2 separate regions of the Drosophila melanogaster genome follow, and region 2 is linked to region 1. A link is a contact called in public Hi-C data. All regions are on one chromosome and are shown on one strand. Each heading gives the region's core, a stretch centred on a gene start, on an enhancer-like site or on the middle of the called end of the contact. The rest is flanking DNA. Distances are from core to core; before and after follow the strand shown.

Region 1 (7,342 bases), core at 237-2,736:
AAGTAAGAAGAACTTAAATTTATAAATAAAATAATAATAATATAAATGAAATAAATTTTTATATATTATATTAATATTATTTTGCTCAGTGTTGCTGCGATCCGAAGTGCAGCATTTGCATGCAGACTGCATATGGAGCTGTTGATCGCCTCCAACTCCGATTCCGATTTGGAGAGCGATTCAGGGACCGAAACCGAGCCTGGATGCAATCCGCGGTTGACAAACAATATGGAAATTTTACTGAGTGCGCTAAAATAAAAGGGGAAGCGAAAGCGAATCTTAAATGGCAAGAGGCGAGTGTTGGCGAGGGGGGGGGGCGGTGGCAGCGGGGTCGATAGTTGCAGTCGTCAGCGGGGAACGTTAAATGCATAATAAATGTGCGTTCTAGAGGTTGGGAAATAAAATGCGTGCAGCGACGTTGACGCCTTGCACTTTCAATGACCAAACAGAACGATAAGAAAGGCAGAGATATAATACACTGAGCCAAATTAAGTGCATTATCACATTTAAAAACGATTTCTAGCAAGCCAAGCTAGATAAAGTGTCGAACATTATTCCTCAAAATTCGAATAATTTAAGAATAGTTGTTGTTGTATGGAAGTGTATGTTCGTTCCTATCTAATCTTTGTTTGAGTTCCAAATTTGTACTACTTATAAATGCATAAAGGCGGGTGATACCAATTCGTATGTACATATGTAGGTTCGACAACAAAGTTCTGATTGACTTTGTTTGCCGAAACAATTTCAGAGCGCCAAAGATAATGCGAATAAAATGGAAATGGAGAGGGACCTCTGAAATACATCCACTAGTTCTTTATCAAAAATTGCTCTGTGGCTTTTGCTTTTGCTGCTGCTGTGCAAATATTTAATACATTTTTTGCGCTCGCCAAAAGCGCAAAACAAAAGAACCCAAAAAAAGAGACGAAGACGAAGAAGACAATAAATAGAAAGCAGAGGCGTTGGCAGCGGCGAATGCCAGTCAAGCTTTAATTCCCCAAGCAACAACAATATGGGAGCAACAACAAAACAGCAGCAGCGGCAACCGCAAAAAGTGCTTAGCTGACGTCATTTGTCCTTGAATTCGTATATTTGCCGCAAGCCCAAAGCGAAATTCGCAAAATTCAATGCACTCGCCAGCTAAACAAAAAAAATAAAAGAGCAGATAAGACGACGAAAAGGCGAAATGAGAAGCGGAAAAGAGTAGCCGCATAATGTGAAATTTGCATTGGAATTGCAGAATTCATTCGAAATGTGAATTTCAATGGAAAGGCAAAAGAACATCACTCATTATTTGTACAATTAAGGTGCATAAATAATATTTTTTTGGATTTTAAACTTTTTAAATTCAAATCAAGGCGCCAAAACCAAAAAGCTTTTCGCCAGTGCTGCCAAGCTAGTCGAGACGCACTCACAAGCAGGGCGCCACTCTGCCAGTGTTGAACAGTACCGGCATTAGTGTGGTCAACTACCATGCGTTTGTAAACAGCAGTTAGGAATTTACCATTTTTCAGACACGTTCACACTTCAAAACACAAATTCAATAAAAAAATAAACACGCGCAGTTTTTAATAATTTTTTACCAAACAGTTTTTCTTTGATGCGTACTCGCTTTGCAGGGTGGAGCAAAAACGGTGAACGCCAGGTGTGTAATCAGCGCATCGTTAATTTGGCGCCGCTCCTCCTCTTCTATCTTCTCTCCACTTCTCTCCGTTTTTTTTGCGTGTTTTCCGTTGCTGTTCTGGTTTTCCGTTCTTATTTTCTGGTTTTGCATAAGTTTAAATAAGCTGCAAACTGTGAACATATTAGGGAGCACGCGAAGGAAGTACGTTGATCGTCAGCCGTAATATCCGGCTTATCGACGCTCATTTATCACCTGCCCTTTGAACCCAAGCTGAATCCAATTCCGGATCGCGATCCGGCCCTGAAATCTCCACGTCTGTTTGCTTATGCCTCTGATATACTAATCTCCGGAGCCCACGCGTATCTGAAGTTGACAGTCGGCCGTCGGTCGTTCCGCGCTCCGCAGCAGTCAGTTTCGTAATTAACTTAACCCGTGTGCTTGTACGTCTTCTTTCCCGCAGAAAAGCGACGTAAATCGATAGCACTAACCCCGCCCGCAAAGAAGTCAGCCCACACAACACACTCCACACCGCACACCATACAAGCCGCAATGGGTCAGACTCTATCGGAACCGGTGACCGCCAAGGAGTCAGCGTACTGCCAGAACGCCGCCTACCGCGTGGGCAGCTCCTGCATGCAGGGGTGGCGCATCAACATGGAGGACTCGCACACCCACATCCTCTCGCTGCCGGACGATCCGGGAGCGGCATTCTTCGCCGTCTACGACGGGCACGGAGGCGCCACGGTGGCCCAGTACGCCGGCAAGCACCTGCACAAGTACGTTCTCAAGCGGCCGGAGTACAACGACAACATCGAACAGGCGCTGCAGCAGGTGAGTCACGGCAGAGTCACTTTTAGATGGCGGGAATGGCGACATTTATAGATCGCTGAAGGCAGTTGGAGTACCTATGTATATGTACTCCTCACATGCAGTCTTCTTTCGGATATGCACGGTATCGATGATGTCCTTAAATAAATGATAATTGGATACTTGGATATATGAGGGTAGTACCCACTTCTTAAAACCAAAGTTTTACATATTACACATATATGTATGTATGTACAATACGTACCTATTCTATTCTATTCAAGCGACTCATTTCAACAAATTGTTACTCATCTGCAGCACAAAGATTTGTTAAGAATGATAAGTAATGGGATGAAAACAACTTGTTAAAACCTCTATACATTTATCTTTATATGTCTCACGTTTATTAAAGTCATATACTTTTTGAAGATACATATAAACAACAGATTAACTTATAAAGATATCTAAAATGTAATGCCATTTAAATTCACTAGTTTTGAGAACATGTAAAGCTCTTCAAGCCATTCTATTTAATTCATGACTCATATATGATGCAATTGCAGGGCTTTCTGGACATCGACTACGTTATGCTACGCAACAAGACATGTGGTGACCAGATGGCCGGCTCGACTGCCGTAGTTGTTTTGGTAAAGGACAACAAGCTTTATTGCGCCAACGCAGGCGACTCGCGCGCCATTGCCTGCGTGAACGGACAACTGGAGGTCCTGTCGCTGGACCACAAGCCCAATAACGAGGCGGAGTCCAAGCGGATCATCCAAGGCGGCGGCTGGGTTGAGTTCAATCGCGTCAACGGCAATCTTGCGCTTTCCCGCGCCCTCGGTGACTATGTATTCAAGCATGAGAACAAAAAACCGGAAGATCAAATCGTCACAGGTGAGAATCACCATCTCCATCCATTGTTCTTGTTAAGCATTATCACCTTGTTTCTTGTTCTCCGTGCGCCTATATAGCCTTCCCGGACGTGGAGACGCGGAAAATCATGGACGATTGGGAATTCATCGTGCTGGCCTGCGATGGCATTTGGGATGTAATGAGCAACGCGGAAGTGCTCGAGTTCTGTCGCACGCGCATCGGCATGGGCATGTTTCCGGAGGAGATCTGCGAAGAGCTGATGAATCACTGCCTAGCACCCGACTGCCAAATGGGAGGCCTCGGCGGCGACAATATGACCGTGGTGCTGGTGTGCCTGCTGCACGGCCGTCCCTACAGCGATCTGATAGCCCGCTGCCGAAATGGCAGCCAGGCGACTAACAATGATCAAGAGGAAGCCGGCGACGCGACGAAGGATGAAGTCGCAAAGGACGAAGCGGAGGCGGAAACCGATACCGAAACGGAAACGCAAACCAAACCCTGCCAGAAGCAATCCAATTCCGGTCCCATGGACGACGAGGTGAAGATGGCGTCGCATCTAAACAAGATGGCAGCGATCGAAAGCCACTATATATACGATTAATTAGGGTTACAGAAATAGCGCTTAGGTCAACTCTTTATACTTAACAGCGCAAGTGTTCTTGGTTAAGTTTTATATACACACAGTACGCCACACAGTCCTTACCAAAATATTTGCTCCGATTATTAATAATTGTTTTAACTGTAACCCCACGATGCGTGTATATGCCTTGTCTAACTATTTAATGTATGATTTACTATGCTTTGTGATGCCCGAGCAAAATGGATAAAAAAGAATTGTATTACTCGTTTAGTATTTATGTACCTAAGCATACTTGTGAAAGTTGTTTGGAACTGATCTTTTAGAAATGAGTGCGAAGAAGTTTCAAAATTAAAATGAACAAAATGTTTTGTAGTGCCCAAGAAAGTGGAATTTTTTTTTTGTATATTAAGGGGGAACTAAAGTATAAGCGATAAATATTATTAGTCATTTTGTTCGATGTAGAATCCATGAAAGTAAGATGCACTTTTTGAGACTGATTCTACCATCCTGTTTGCCACGCGTTGCAATACTTTTTGGTGGATCCAAGACGGCTATCAGGAACAGCTTTGGCTCCGGTTGGGCATTAAGTTGGACTGGAGTAAATGGCCCCCGTGGATGGTGGTTATCGCTTTATTGTTTTCCTCGGTTATCTACAAAACGAACGCTCGCTGTTGTTGTCCGCTTTTTATTTACTGGGGTTTATAATTATATGAGGCATACAGTGGAATCAAGACTAAAAGTGGCCAGAGTGGGAGCATTGGTCATGAAAAGTTCCGGCCGCATATATGTTTTTTCAACTCGCAAGTATAAATTTTATTTAAACTTTTCGCTATTAAGTCGTTACGTCCTCGCAACATCATCATCGCCTAGTCATTCATCGTCTAGTTTTACGTACAAATTGTTTAATTGTTCAATGGTTCAGGCTTAACTATCATAGCATAGAGAGGAAATGAATTACGCTTTTTGTTTTTTTTTTTGGTTGTTTCTCAGTGTTTGTATTTTTTTTTTCGTTTTGTTTTATTATAATATTTTTATTTATATTTTTGCCATCATATTACACATTCAATTATGTATAACTGCTGTTGGTTTTGCTTTCGCTTGCTGCATAGAGGGATATTGTATTTCTTAGTTAGTTTATAGTTTAAATCATATGCAATTTTATAAACTTCTTGTTACTTTACAGTTATCAATTTCGGTACAATTACAAATTGATTATATATATATATATTTATATATGTATGCATGTACTTCTCGTTATTCATATTACATATTCTCATTTTTGTTTTTTTAACAGACAGGTTTTTCTTCTTGTGTTTATGTTCTTGTTGTTCTTTTGTTGTTGTTGTTGTTGTTTTTCTAGTGATAACAATGTGCGTAAGCATTTTAGTTTAGCGTTGTTTGTTTGTTGCTTGCTGTAGTACAAAATCAGTTTGTAAACTAACTAATGCCAAAGCAACAAAAGGGAAACAACTCAAAAGTTCTTTCGAAATTACATCGAACGTAAAAGTGTTAGGGCGATTTTGATGGCAGTGCCAAAGAAGGTGATCGCATGAAATCAGGAGAAAATTGCCCCCGGAAATGTAAATGTATAGCTAAGGGTATGTACAGTGGTCTGTTGGGGGGCACATTCCATAGGATTAAATAATACAACGTTTTTGGGTGGTCTAAGAACAAAAACTAAACCATATCGCTATTCTAAGCTAGGTAGGTGTCAGTGTGGTTCTGAGTGTCTCGGTTGAGGATCAGGAGATGTATGATATATGTGCTTGGATTTGGGTGTGGTTTGGTTTGTTCTGGTGTGGTGGCAATGCGGGAAATACATAGCTCTATGGGCGTGGCATGTCTGCTGAACTTGCAATAGTATTATTTTGTAAATATAACAAGGTGTCATATGCGCTGCTTAAGTATACAAAAATAAATAACTTAAGAACTGAGGTTTACAATTTAACAATTTAATTTAATTTATTGTATTCCTTAAAATTATTCAACATCAACAATGTTTCTTTACTTTCCCTATTCCCTATACTCCCTATCTCTCGCCACGGTTCTCTATCGTCCCTCGATCTCAGCGAGCGGATGGGCAGCGTGGTCAAGTGTCCAAGTGTCGACTGTCTCATGGCCGAGTGGGAGTTGCAAGCTCGACTGGCTTGCTCCAACCCGCATTCCGTTTATTTGTTTTTGTTTTTTGTCGCACACAATTGATGATTTGTCAATTGCATAATATCACATCTCATTGTCGGAAGCTTGGAGACGTCGCCAACGAACAGCTGGCTCCACTCTGGCCACATGCTGTTCCTCATCCATTGATTCACCTAAGGCGCAGTCCGCAGTCCGCCCTATTGAGGTTCAACTGTACAGTGTGTTAGGTGTGTGTGTGTGTGTTTTGAAGTGTGTAGAGTGTTGTTTTGTATAATTTTCTGTTGTCAGCCGACAGTGAGTGATGAGCACAACAAAATCATTTGAGAACATTCCAAAGAAATGTGTGTGTGAGTGTTTGGGGTTAGTTGGCTTACAGTTTGATTGGGTCTTTCTCATCGATTTGGAGGGGAAGATACAAACTATAAACTATGAATTATTTAAAGATACATTTGTGTGGCGGGTACGAGACGAAACACTGAGCAAGGTATACTATCTGTGTGGTGGCCACCATCCCTAGTGAACTATCCGTGTGCTGGACCTGCCCAGGATGCGCATAGACTGGGCGAACTAATGAGTTAGTGTAAGTGGTTTGATTATATATGATCGATTGATTGATTGATAGATTGCTGTTTATGTCCTAGAGGCAGTTGTGTGTCGTTTGTGATCAGATGCGATTTGAAGGGACTTGATGGGCGGATGGTGCCACATGGGTTCTTGGCTCAGTGGTCGGTCTGTACCCTGCTCGTATGTTACATATTAGTTAGTATAGGCACTTAGCATATTCGATTGTTTTCATAGAAACAAAGTATATGTGTATATATATTGATTTTTCAGTTTTCTTATCCTTCTCTTATATTTTCAATTTCATTTTGGTTGGAAGTCTTGCGTTTAGAGTTCATTTTTCATTTCTCATTCGTTTTTGATTTTGGATGAAAGTTTTAGTACTTTTTCTTTTGGGAAAACATTGTTCAGTGTGTTCACAGTGGGTTCATAATCATAAGCATCTAATTAAAGAGAATGATAATCATAATACGCGGGTTTTCTTCGTTTTGGTAGTGAGGTTGCGAATGGAAAAAATGAAAATGATGGCTTTCGTTTTGGTGTCGAAGTGAAAGGGCGGAGCAGTTTTGTTCTCAAATCAAAGGAATTGACTAACAAAAGAAGTAATGTTTTTAAGTTTAGTGTGAATATCCATATATGCATATCTAAACTTATTCTTATGCCTAGAATAATTTGTAGATATCGTGTGTACGCTCTTAAGTCTACTGATTATTTTTCATTACTCCCTTGCCAATTGTTTCAATGCTTCGGGAATCAATTTA
Region 2 (7,265 bases), core at 3,719-6,218, 87 kb before region 1:
TCCCTGGTAGCCCGACGGATCGGCATAGTCCTCGTACCCCTGGCCATCATCCACCTCTGGCGGATATTGATCCTGGTATTCCACTTCCTGTCCATCTTCGTAGCTGAAGCCATTGGGATCGTAGCTTGGGCGATTATAGCTGGTGGCGGAGTCGTAGGCAGATGAAGTATCAGATGGCAGAGCGGGCGCCGGGGCAGCAGGTTGACTTGATGCGGAGGAGACGGAGCTAGAGGAGGAGGATGAACTGGAGCTCACCGCCGGCGCAATGTTGGCCGTTTGAATGGGAGCCTGCTGGGGCTCGTAGATGGGCTTGCTGTCCTGGGCCGCCTCCACATTTGCACTCTGTCCTTGGGTAGCAACGGGAGCAGCAACTTGGCGCTCGAACATGCGGAGCTGCTGCGACCGATGTCCTCCAATCGTCACCAGTTTCTGGGGAGCAGCATCGTCCACTGACGAGGACGAACTTATTCCGGAGCTGGTTTGAGTATAGCGCTGCGGGGACGGATTCGATGACTCGTAGACCTGGAAGGTAAGGTAGTTAACTTGCTGGCTCAACATGTTACTTTCTTTCCATTTACCGTCTCCACGGTGGGACCATGGCTGTGGTAGGACTGGATGTACCGCTCGAACTCCTGGTTCTGGCGGAGCTGCTGGTTGCGCTGTCGAAACTGGCCACTATGAGGACTCGGCGGCTGCTGGTGGATGGAGGGGCGTCGGCTGTGATTCCGGCGACGGGGCAGTCGTCCGTTCTTGGACATAGGTGACTGACCCTGAGCTGGCGGCTGCAATCCCAATCCCTGGCGAGGAGACAGCTGCTGGGGCTGCTGTTGCTGCTGGGTTTGAGACACCTGTTGCTGCTGTTGTTGCTGGGACTGGGATAGCACCTGCTGCTGTCGCTCCTGGATGCGTTGAAACTGCTGATCCTCATCCCTCTGAGGACCCGCCCTCAGCTCGGCCGGAGCCATACCATCGACGTACTTCACATCCGCCGGATTTGTGGCCGGTTGCTGTGCAATCGAGATGTTGACATGGGTGGCCGCATCCACCTGGCTGCAGGCCACCAGCAGGAGCACCAGCACTCCTCGGAACATCCTGTTCTAATCCTGTTACCAATCCGAAGTCAAAAATCCTAGCTGTGTGTCCAATCACTGCTGACCACCACCAAAGCTGACCGCTGTCTGATCGATAGTGGAGTGTGCTCCGCATATTTATACGGATTTTGGGTGGATTCGGAATCAAAATTGGGGGAGCGATCGCATTCGCAATCGCGATCGCGATCAGTGTCAAAGTCAACTGCAGCACTGGGAATAGCAATGCATACACACTATGGCGACAATAGCTTCGATAGCTTCGCTACTGACCTGGGCCAAACTGTTTAGGGATGAGTCTCAGATGCTTAACCTAGTTCTACAATTAAAGGCATTCGAGCGATCGCATTTGAGCGATGATGCATTCAACAAATTGCTGTCATCGCTTCACACTTGTGTGGCACGCACCAGCACTGAGAGAAAAGGGGCCTAAGTTCGTTCATATATCACAGATATATCATTTAATATGCGATTTTATTAAAATAATTTCTTGGGAAAATTTGGGAAAAGTTCTTTCGGGTAAAAGAAGCTAATCCAATAGAGATCTTTAATTTCGCTCCAGCTCATCAGTTTGGTTTTTCTCCGCCTGATCTCCACTGCGAATTTCGATGGCATCCGTAAATGGTGAGTGCAGCATTTTCATGTAATTGTCGGAAGGTCGGAGTCGCCGCTCCATTGGCAGCTGGTTTGAACTTGAAATCCGGCCGAGACGTTGAACTGCTCCACTGGAGGAGGAGCAGCTCGAGATCGGCGCCCCAATGGGCTGACGGATTCGCATTTGTTGGTTTTGGGGGTGCTGGTCAGGCAAACTTGCGCAATCGAAGTTTGGCGAGCATTTGGCGAACACTCGGAGCACTCGAATTCGGAAAGAAGGTAAAGGTTAATGTGAAGTACTTTTGCTTCTTTCTGCACTTAAAGTAACCACCAATAAGGTCAAATTGGTAAGGGGGAATATTTTAAAACAGATATTGCCTACTCACAGAAAAAGTAACTTTTCTTTCAAAAATATCTAAAGGATATTAAAGCAAACTTGTTTTGAATATCATTATAGAGAAAGGCAAATATGGGTTTTAAAATCTAAAACTCAGACTAATTGATCAAGGTCCTTTCAAAGATTAATTAGTTTTAAAACAATGCGAGCTTTCGTGGTCATTAAGTTGAACAAGTTTTCAAAAATTGTGCTCTACCGTTGAAAACATCATACCTTTCTTTTGTGAATTTCGTTTTTCCCTTAATATGACATCTCCAAATTTCACAGTCACCTAACAAATATATATGGCTTGGAAACAGAAAAATAAACTCCTTTTTGACACTTGTAAAAACCAGTTAAGCTGTGGCGCCGTAAACGCCAGATCCTCGATGATGCAGTCCATCCAGTCTAGGATCAACGTGCTTAACACCATTGCTGCTTCCAGCAAGCGGATTGAACGCGCCAGCGTTGACACGGTAAGTCCGAATTGATACAGTTCCAACTACCGATCAAAGTACGTGCCCGGCGTCGCCAAACACCCAGGTGATAGTGTGGTAACCACGAATGGCGTTTATTATGTTTGCGGGTGGGAATCAAAACCAGTAAGGAGTAGACAATATATATACCATGCGGTGCATGTGGCCGGCCACAAGACTATCTGTGGCCAGACGGTTACAAGCTAAAGCTACGCGAAAACACAGTCCAAAAGAGCAGCTAACGTCTAGGGCACATCTACAGCAGCTTTTCAATGTCCTTGGCGATGTCCATGGGATCGGTGGTCGGGGCATATCGGTTGATGGGCACGCCCTCCTTGTTCACCAGAAACTTGGTGAAGTTCCACTTGATTCCGCTGCCCAGGGTGCCGGTCTGCTTGGCCTTTAGGTATTTGTACAGCGGCGCCGCATTGTCTCCATTCACATCGACCTGCGGGGGTGGGGCAAGTTTAGTGACTCGGTCTACAGCAATCGGCTAGCAGCTTTAATAGTCTTACCTTGGCGAACACCTCGCCGATGTCAGCCTTGGAGTCGCGCAGGTGGCACACCATGGCCTCTCCATCGGCCTCCGGCATCTGGGACCCAAACTGATTGCACGGGAAGTTGAGGATCACCAGGCCGCGCTCGCCGTACTTCTCCTTTAGATCCGTCAGCTTCTCGTAGTTGTTCTTGGTCAGGCCGCACTTGGAGGCGATGTTCACCACCAGGACCACCTTGCCCTTGTACTTTTCCAGGGAAACATCGTTGCCATGGGTATCCTTCACGGTGAACTCGTAGATCGAGGCGGCGTTCTTGTAATCTCCGTTAGCAGACATGTCGATCTGGAAGCAATAGAAAGTGGGAGTTAGAATTGGGTAATTACTAGTGGCTGTGAAGGCTTGGGTCGATGTTTTGATCAAGAGATATAGATATTTATAGCCTTATCTTCAATCGGGGTATGAAACACTATATTCTGTATCAAAATCGACCCAGGCTACGCGGTTCATTGCAGTGAACAGGCAACAGAGAACAGAGAACAGAGAACACAGGCAGTGGCAAAGGCTACAACGTTTAGTTAGGCGCAGAATCAAGCAACTGAGTTAGTCAACGGGTTAGGATCTAGTCAACTAGCAATCAGCACTACTCACGGCAGCTGCTGTGGAGTGCTGGGCGGCTGAGGAGATGGCGTTCATGGGCGTGGCCGCACAGCTCACGGGAAGCATGATGGTGCAGAGGCGAAGGCACTGCCTCTGACCGCGACTCAGCTCGAGGACGGGGCCAGGGGTCCGCCTCATCGAGTAGCACCTGAGGGCCTGGCGGGAAATGTTCTGAAACTGCCTGAGACTCATTCTTTAAATGCTGCAAATAATAACCGGGCAGAATGTTCAAATTTAGTGAAAGCTTAGGCAAGTGAAGGAATTACTGGTGTGGATGTGTACGTTGTGTATCAGATCGAACAACAATCGTTTCAAAACAATTCAAATGGGAAAATATAAAAATCAAGTCCACATTTCTACTGATTAACGAAATAGTTAAGTAGATAAGAGCAAGTAGTAAGTAAAGTAGTAAGATAGCTCAAAGCTATCTTATTTCCGAATAAGAAAGTGTGGAAATGTATGTGGTGTATAGATTGTATTCGACAACCCGACGACAAACATCCAAGATTATTTCACGTTTTGATAATGGGTTTCCTAATAGTTGTATGTTGTTTCATAGACATTTACGAGGGTGCTATCAGGCTTCTGGTTACAGTGACGCTGCATAATTCATCGGGGTCAAAGTCAAGAGCTATATGTACATATATGTATATCCCAGCACCCTGTGAGTCACGCAACCTAGTGGCTACGCACAGTGACCTTTAAGCTGGCCAGGATTGGCCCACGTAACCCACGACGCTGCCTCGTTACCGTCGCTGATTGCACATGCATGCCATTGTTCGAGTTGATTGGACAGCAATTTGAAGGGATAGTTAGTGTTGTGGGTAATTACTTGCATGGTGAAGTAGATGTACGATCCCAGGGCGATTGCCACGGACCCCAGAAAAAAGTGGACGATGGAGCGGCCAGCCATTACTGAGCTATATATCGACTATGTGTACGATTTCACAACGATCTGCTGCGAGTTTCGGATGCAGGGATACAAATATAGAATGCGAATGCCGAGATTCTGCAAGCTCACGCTGATATGGGCGAAAATCGGGAGCAAAGTTCAGATTCGATTCGACTGTTTTCCCTGCTCTATATACATATATTCTTGTCACCTCGACCAGCTGTGTTTTTGGGCTGATTATGCTGTGCTTAATCTCGACAGCTGGGTATTATTGTTTGGGCTTACTTATGGCGTAATAGCAATGACTAATGGAACTGGGCACTTTCTCACTTTCGAAGCGTAAATAAAACTGAAACCGGCGACTTGCAAAAACCCTTATTTATATGTGTAGGTGAAAGCACTTGTAATGTTCTGGTCTGGTCACACTAGGAGCACAACTTTTCCAGAGTTGCCAAGTGTGGTGGTTAAGCCCTACTTTCTAAATTTAAGCATGAAAGTAAAAGCCTTTAATTAGAGCTTCAAATTGTATATATCATTACTATTGATTATCATTTTGTAAACACAAAATATCAAAATGAAACAATCCCTATTCCTAATATTAGTACAAATCAAACAGAACCCTTATTTCAAATTTAAAGCAGCGGCAATTGCATCAGTCGCTGCCACATCCGATCGAACGGCCTTGCCAGACGGCCAACACCATTTGCTGTTTGGTATTTTCCGACCACACAGCAAACGGTCGTACGAATTTTCTTCTTTTTCCATTGTGCGTTTTTGTTTTTGGCGAGAAACAAATTGCAGTCGAAATTACCCAGTGAAATGCAGTGCGAATTGCTTAGTACGTCCATGTGCTACTAAGACCAAGTGGGAGAGAAAACCAGCGAGCAGGAGCAACCACGCCCACGCCAGGCGCACCGCCCACCGCCGCAGGATACACATACACGAGTAGCCCACACTCACGCACATACACTTCCACACAAAAGAGATCCCTGTGTGGCGAAAAAGGATTGGCGGAATGATGCTCACATCCATAAACAACTCCTTTGAGCAGGACACCCACGATGCGGACGCCAACTGCGACGGGCCCGACCTGGACTTCGTGTACGCGGACGTGGATGGCTATCAGAACGAGATCGCTGAACTGTATAGCTACACGGAGTTCAGCGAGTTTCAGATGAACGTGAAGGCCTTCGAGGACCAGATGGAGCTGTACGACCTGCCGCCCAACTGGCAGAAGCAGGACTCCGCCTCCCAGCGCGGCATCGTGATGAAGCTGGTGGACCAGCTGGAGGTCTCCGATCGATCCTTTCGCATGCAGGCCGCCCGGTGCATCCTTTACCTGGCCCAAGGCTGCTGGGCGGAGGTTCAGTCGGACGAGGAGCAGCACCAGATCACCAGGGACAATGTGCTGGTGCTCTACCAACTCGGCGTCTTCGCCTCCTTCATCGACCTGCTCAACATGGAGATCGAAAGCGCCTGCTCTCCGGACATTGTGGCCGTCAAGATCACTAACGTCACGCTTGTGGACTCCACGGACATTCGGGTGATCCTATCTGTGCTCTACATCATCACAGAAACGATTCGCGATGAAAAGGAAAAGGGCAGCGAAGACTACAGAGAGCTGGCCGACTCCTTTGTGCAAGAAATCAACTCACCACTACCAGATGGCGAACTTCTGGCCGTCAAGCTGTTGGGCATGATCACACGGTTTTGCAGTGGCGCAGCACCGCAGTTCCCCATGAAGAAGGTTGTCCTCCTGCTGTGGAAAGTTTCGCTGCTGGGACTGGGAGGCATGGATGTGCTCAAGAATCTCAAGAACGAGTATCGATTGAAGGTGGGTTTGGAACCCATCACCGAGGACACGCTGGAGGTTACCAAGTGCATGCGAGCCAGCTCACCGCCGGCCACAGCTACTGATATACTGGAGAACCAGTATCCCAAGCGGAACTTCAAGTAAGCGGAGTCTTAGATCACTTATGTACACTTTTCAATACATTCATTTTCCTTGCCGCACAGACGCTCCCTGATGAAGCAGCGTTTTTTGGACGAGCCCGAGCAGATAGACATGGAGATGGGCGGCAACGAGGGTCAAAATAATGCCAACAATGGCAGCGGCAATGGCGGAAACGGGGAGGAAGAACTCTCTCAGTACTACCGACCCTACGATGACCCCTCTTCGTCGGCATCCACCACCTCGACGGCAAATCCAAACAACCAGCCTAGCCTAACACAGCCACCCGCTGCTGTGCCTCCGGTACAGATCACGGCTCGCCTGCCCTGGACGCCTAAGGTGCGACAAAAGGACATTGACCAGTTTCTGGACATTTCGCGGAATAAGTTCATCGGGTATTCACTGATTGGTGACCACGAGAGTCTGGCTGGACTGCCGCAACCCATTCACGAGGGCTTTAAGACGCTGCAGCGGCACATGTATATGAGCCTGGCCGATGTGCAAATTAAGAAGGAGGAGGACATAGCTAGGAACCCCATTTCCACGCACGAGGACGAAATCAAACTGACCCCGGCTGAGGTGTTGTACCAAGCCATCCTGCCAAACCTGCCGCAGTATATGATCGCCCTTCTCAAGGTCCTGCTGGCAGCTTCGCCAACGTCCAAGTCCAAGACGGAGAGCATCAACATAATGGCCGATGTGCTGCCTAGGAAGATGCCGCTGACGGCCACCCA

The links. Hi-C and Micro-C count contacts between places; a contact is called where the count stands out from the background.
Region 2: a contact with region 1 is called in a Hi-C map of the Kc167 cell line, with 3 times the contacts expected there. The contact joins the promoter of Gtpx here to the promoter of CG17746 in region 1. A contact is called at or near these places in 29 of 107 Hi-C or Micro-C datasets (the Clone 8 cell line, the D17-c3 cell line, the Kc167 cell line and 11 more) and 1 of 6 datasets of contacts at active chromatin or transcription factors (the Kc167 cell line).

Annotation. Positions count from the first base shown.
Region 1 is chr3L:3,233,722-3,241,063 of dm6, reverse strand. CG17746 reads left to right here and starts at 1,486. Exons shown (of 4, transcript NM_139537.4): 1 at 1,486-1,642; 2 at 2,082-2,452; 3 at 2,992-3,322; 4 at 3,400-4,117. The coding sequence starts at 2,171. The coding sequence ends at 3,902. It overlaps Larp4B (La-related protein 4B), which reads right to left. Exons shown (of 9, transcript NM_206263.4): 9 at 4,460-7,342.
Region 2 is chr3L:3,323,968-3,331,232 of dm6, reverse strand. Gtpx (Glutathione peroxidase homolog with thioredoxin peroxidase activity) reads right to left here and starts at 4,968. Exons shown (of 3, transcript NM_168026.2): 1 at 4,866-4,968; 2 at 3,050-3,373; 3 at 2,607-2,982. The coding sequence starts at 3,367. The coding sequence ends at 2,791. It overlaps Strip (Striatin interacting protein), which reads left to right and starts at 2,362. Exons shown (of 4, transcript NM_168023.2): 1 at 2,362-2,534; 2 at 5,197-6,533; 3 at 6,597-7,265. The coding sequence starts at 5,596. It overlaps CG14961, which reads right to left and starts at 1,170. Exons shown (of 2, transcript NM_139551.3): 1 at 579-1,170; 2 at 1-522. The coding sequence starts at 1,091. It overlaps lncRNA:CR45380 (long non-coding RNA:CR45380), which reads right to left and starts at 1,952. Exons shown (of 1, transcript NR_124770.1): 1 at 1,636-1,952.